2 separate regions of the Mus musculus genome follow, and region 1 is linked to region 2. Evidence: chromatin contacts called from public HiChIP or PLAC-seq data. All regions are on one chromosome and are shown on one strand. Each heading gives the region's core, a stretch centred on a gene start, on an enhancer-like site or on the middle of the called end of the contact. The rest is flanking DNA. Distances are from core to core; before and after follow the strand shown.

Region 1 (2,700 bases), core at 44-2,543, 560 kb after region 2:
GCAGAGGGGCCTGGGCCTGGCATGCCAAAGATGGCAGGCATGCCCTGGGAAGAGCATGGCTTTTCTCCTGCAGGTCCTGGGGCCGTGGGAGTACATCAATGGCACAAGACTCAGGGGAGTCAGATTCCTAGCTTTCAGAATCCCTCAGATTCTGGGTGCCCTGGGACCAGGTGGGCAGTGAGAAGCAAGGCTGTCATACCCAGAGGTCTAGAGGCAGCTGAGAGGGAGTGTGCTGATGTGCCAGCATCTGTATGTAGCAGGTGTGCCCCACGGAGGCACAGCCAGGTTCCAGGCGCTCTTCCCTCCTTGCCATGGATGGAGAGGGACGAGGTGCCCGATGGTTTGCTCTCTCAGCAGGTGTGATGGCTTGTAGACACAGGAGGTGCACATAGCAAGCCTGAAGGTCATCAGCAAGCTTGCCGGTGTGCACTGTGTTCTGGGCTTCCTCTTCCTCCTCTTTACTCTCCTGTGTGTGTTGGGGGAGGGGAGAAGAGGCCCGCGCGGGGGTGGGGGGTAGGCGGAGGAGCCGGAGAACCAGAGACAAGCTACCTGTATCTCCAGTACTTAGGAGGTGGAAACAATCAGCGATTCAGAACTCCTACATAGTATATCCAAGGCTGGGCTGCAGATACTGAGCCCCTTTCTCAAACCAACAAAAAAGAAACGCTACATCACAAACGGACCTATCTCCATCTCCTGTCCCAAGGTTTCCAGTTTGAGACTTCTTTTCTTAAAAGGAGAGATTACTAATAAGAGCTGTACTTAACCTAGCCTTATTAGTCTTTCTCCTCGACCTTATTTAGGAGCGGTTGAGATATGAGAAATAATGGAGCCCGGGTCTGGAGAGATGGCTCAGCGATTAAGAGCACTGGCTGCTCTTGCAGAGGACCCGAGTTCAGTTCCCAGCATCCATATGATGATGGCTCACAACTGTTAAAACAGCCATCCATACAAATACGAAATAAAGAGGCGAGTTCAACGCCACTGGCAGAAGTTCTGCAGGTCAGCCATACAGAATGCTCTTTGCACCGGCCCCAGGCTCTCAGGTAACCCCCAGCATCTACTAAGCCCACTCTGGCCCACTGCTAGTTCTGGTTTTCAGGTCCTGTACCGGGGACATGCTGGCAGATGCCCAGCGTGCTTCCCCAGGCTCTTACAGTCCTTAGTGAGACAGGATTTTGCTGCACTTCCCAGCAAGTTGTGGTGGAGGCGGGGCCTTGGGAAGGAGCGCGGTCGGGCCGCTCGCCTTATTTGGGCAGGCGCTGCGCTAAAGGGCAGGGCATCCCACCCTGCTGGTTCCGCCCCCATGCCGAGCCCACCCCTGGGGCTCAATCTGCACAGAAATCCGGTGCCTGTCTTCTTCAGGCTAGGCTAAGTAAGGTGCTGGCTGGCTTTTCGATTTAACCTTCATTTCGCAGCAGCCGAGGAGCTCACTAGGTAGCTAGGGCAGGAGAGAGCTAATCTCCACAGTCAGAGAGAACTGTCCCTAACCCAGTCTGCCGTATACCGGGACAGACTTTCTCTAAGGGCGCAAAGAAGTCTCTAACCTTAGATTGAGCCCAGGACCTTGCTCCATCCGAAGTGTGTGGTTAATTTAATCCTTTTCGGCGCGCCAATCACAAGGGAAGTTCACCCCGAGACTACCTACTGGTCACTTTATTGCCATCTCCATTCAAACCTTCCCCTGCTTCGTAACAATCCAGATCTCTGTTTGATTCGACTCTCTGCTGCCTCAACTCTTAAGTCCTTCACATCCTTCACATCTCTTAGCTCAGGATACAGGCCTAAGCGTCTTTTTTTTTTTTTTTTTTTTTTTAGCTCTGGCTGTCCTAGAGCTCTACAGACCAGGCTGGCTTCGAACTCAGAGATTATAGGCGTAGACCATCACTCTCCCTGGCTCTGGCTCTTTTTGTTTTCCTTTTGAGACAGGGTCTCACTATGTAGCTCTGGCTGTCCTGTGTAGACCAGGCTTGTCTGGAACTCCTAAGAGACCTACATGTCTCTACTTCCAGAGTGCTAGACTGGAGGCACGTGCCAACATGCTACAGACCCTTGAAACTTGCCGCTTCTGGTTGCACGTGATGTTCCCTGTTTCCAGTCTGTGTACTGCTGCCCTCCCCACAGGCTGCTATTCTCTTGCACGCAGCCTTGCTCACTCATCCCTCAGTATCCTCTTCCTGACTTTTCTACCCACCAGCTCACCTTTCTGATCAAGCATTTGCGTTGTAGACATACTATGTGTCTTCCCCGGGGCCGGTTAGCCCCTGCTTGGCAAGCTGGTGGTCCGTTGGAATTTTTTGAGAAGTTCTTCTTGACTCAGTCACTGAGCTGACCCAACCCCACACCTCAACCCTGGCTGAGCCTGGGCCTGCTCTGTCTGATGTTAAGTAGGAGTTGGTGTCCGAGGGCCTCCTGCCCGGAAGGTCGTGACCAGTCATCTGGGGCGGCCGAGTGCTGGGAAATGCAGCCTCTAGAGAGGAGCTGGGAGGTCAGGCTCCGCTGAGTGGGTAGGGAAGGTCAGCTCACTGCACAGATCCTAGCCTTCCCCAGCTGCTGCCGGCCTGCTACATTCTCCGGGTCAGGCTGGCCTCTGCTTGTCCCTACAGCCCACAGAGGCTTAGGCAGGGAGGGCTACGCCCAGCCCTACAGAGTCCCTACTTCCTTTGCTGAGGAGGAGGCTCAGGGCCTGATAACTTGTGG
Region 2 (2,700 bases), core at 62-2,561:
GGGGACGTGCCCTAGCAAGGGGTATCTTACACCCATCCACTTTCTTTCGGGTTTTTCAGCATCTTGACTGACCATCAGGAAGTCCATCATTGTACCCTCCCGAGGTGTTCTCTGCTCTGCATAGGCAGAAGCAACGGAGCCAGCAAACCAAGGCCTAAGACCTCAGAAGCCCCCACCTCCCTTCCCCTGTCCTGTCCATGTCTCCCCTCCCCCCACACCCTGTCCTGAGTCCTCTGCACTCCTCCTCCCACCTGGTGCTGCAATTCAGACCACAGAGGAGAAAGTCCGAGATCAGAACTGGAGACGCAGGACGGGAATTAGCTGGGGGCAGCGGAGACACTTTGGAAGATGAAGTAGAAAGTAATGTGAGGTATATGGCCATAGAGCTTACAGAGTGCATGTGTGATGTCCATGCTCACAGAGTTTACAGTGGATGTCTGCATCTATTTTACATATTACTTTGTCCTAGCAGCGATATTTTGAGGAAGGCTGGAAGGGAATCTTTTTCTTTTTCCCCTCCTCATTTTATAGATGTGAAGTCTGAGACTCAGAAAGGTTAAGTTACTTGCTTAAGGTCACACAGCCAAGATCAGGGCAGGCATTCAATCCCTTTCGCTCCTTGACTCCGGGCGTTTATAACTTGAGCTTATGGTACTGAGTGGGACAGCAAATGCCAGTCAGCGCTTCAGCGATGCCGGTCAACGGTAGCGACAAAACGTGTTCCTATTAATACTTCCATTGTCTGCCTCCTCTACAGAGACCCATTGTATGTCTGTCTAGGGACTTCCTGTCCTGATGGGGGCAAATCCAGTCAGTCAATCTTGTTCATGCAGTTGTCTGCCTTTCCTGTTGGGGCCACATTTGGAGCGGATAAGGGACAGGAGAAGAAATGAAGGAAGGCGCACGAGAAGAGCCTGGAGATGGAGATGCTTTGCTGTTCCACGCTGCAGGGGTAACGGGTTTCCTCTCAGTATTCCACGGCCATGATACTCTCTGCCTCTCCTCATCTCTTGGGCTTCAGCCTGTCAAGGTGGGGATGGGAAGGCTTGCAGAGCGCATGGTAAGAGCTAAGCTGACACTGGAACCATAGAGAGGCGGTGGGGGGAAACAGTGGACTGCAAACTGCTGACATCGTTCCTCTTCTGGGTATGCGGCAAGGATCCCACAAAAGAAAAGCGGTGGGTGAGGCTGGAACCACAGGGGAGAATCCAGCAGGGGGCGCTCTGCCAGCGGACCTGCCCTGCTTCCCTTGCCTGGAGCCCCCTCTGACCCTGTAGGAAGCGGACCTGCCCAGCTTCCCTTGCCCGGAGACCGTGTAGGAAGTGCCTTCTATCAGGGTTTCCTGAGCGGATGACACTTGCCCCTCCCTTGATGGATAGCCCCATAGCTTTTTCTTGCCCCTAATGTGGCCAGATGTTCTCCCTAGGTCGCGTGGAGACACAGCAAAAAGGTCTGGGGCTCAGGAAACCAAGGGCTCTGAGCTGTCCTGGCTTTGTGCCTGAACAAATAAATCACTTGACTTTCTTAGGTCTTGGCTCGCTTTCTGTGATATGGGGAGCCTGTCAAGATATCTCAGGGTGGCAGGGGATGGGACATGGTGGGAAGGGGCAGCTGCTCACTGGCTAGTCGCCACCGTAATTGTCACTGTTACCAGCATAAAGGAAAGGCTTCTGGAGCCTTAGGGCCCAGAGGGAGGGAGGAAAGGGTTACGGGAGCAGAGGATACCCCCTCCACACTTCCCTCTCTGTACCTGAGAGCCAAAGGAAAGATCGGGAAGGTTTGGAAAGGCAGGAAAGCCGGACAGGCTCAGAGAATATAGGCTGGGTCTGGAAGAGCCTGCCCTTTTTCTCGGGGTCCTCCCCTTCCAGCTCTATCCATGGCCGGCAACTTCCTCCTAGGCTGTGCTATTGTGGCAGCGGGCATGTTTCTTTTTCAGTGTGTTTGGGAGGCAGGATCAAGGTGGAGAATCTCCAGTTACCAGCATTCCTGAAACAGATCCAAAAGAGGCCGGCCTGACAGAAGGCAGAGACACCCGCGGAAAGGGAGAGGGGCTAAAGGGGCTGGAGGACGGAGCTAATCCAGCCTCCTTGGTCCAGTTTTATAGTTGTTCCCAGGCCTTCTCTAGTGTCACCAAAATGGAGTAGAGCCACTGTCTTCCCTGGGCTCAAGTTTGAGGACAAAGGTTAGAGATCAGGGTGTGACCCCAGCCTTTACGAGTGTGCTCACATCCTGAGCCCTAGGTTGGGTGGGCCTTTCAAAAGGCTTGTGTTGCCCCGAGGGCAGGAAAACTAAGGCTCCCCCTCCCAAAGATCGGCCTTCTCCATGTGTGTGAGAGTATGCACAAAGCTGGGTCATGTACTTCTACTATCCTGCCTGGAGGATCCCAGGCAGCTTGTGAGTTGTCTGTTAGACTAAGGACAGTGTGGCTCTAGGGCACATGGAATACATTATCTTCCCTATTTTTCCAATGAAGACATCAAGGGTCAGAGAGGCCAAGCGACCTCACTGAGGTCGCAGGCACAGTTGACTGGAGCTCTGGGACCCTGATCCTCTCTCTGGCTCAGGGAGTTCCTCTCAGGTTTGCAGGGCTCTGACCTTATAGATTTTGCTGCCTTTGAAAACAGCTCAAATCCCAGCGGCCCCAGGGAATGTCACGTCCCAGATGCAGGCACAGCATCCGTGGCTTGCCTTGAATTCTGG

Evidence for each region. HiChIP or PLAC-seq counts read pairs in DNA pulled down with a chosen protein or histone mark.
Region 1: an HNF4G HiChIP or PLAC-seq map of pancreatic cancer cells shows a contact between it and region 2. The contact joins two enhancer-like sites. A contact is called at or near these places in 1 of 484 Hi-C or Micro-C datasets (embryonic stem cells) and 2 of 115 datasets of contacts at active chromatin or transcription factors (pancreatic cancer cells and stem cell-derived neural progenitor cells).

What each region holds. Positions count from the first base shown.
Region 1 is chr15:77,904,223-77,906,922 of GRCm38.p6, forward strand. No RefSeq gene overlaps it. Among named protein-coding and RNA genes, the nearest start is that of Txn2, 23 kb to the right of the region's middle. Within about 2 kb of position 1,294, at least 201 of the 459 cell types and tissues checked have an H3K27ac peak or open chromatin away from gene starts, as enhancers often do. A contact at or near this core is called in embryonic stem cells and pancreatic cancer cells, where this site is marked.
Region 2 is chr15:77,342,385-77,345,084 of GRCm38.p6, forward strand. No RefSeq gene overlaps it. Among named protein-coding and RNA genes, the nearest start is that of Gm41352, 30 kb to the left of the region's middle. Within about 2 kb of position 1,312, at least 122 of the 459 cell types and tissues checked have an H3K27ac peak or open chromatin away from gene starts, as enhancers often do. A contact at or near this core is called in embryonic stem cells and pancreatic cancer cells, where this site is marked.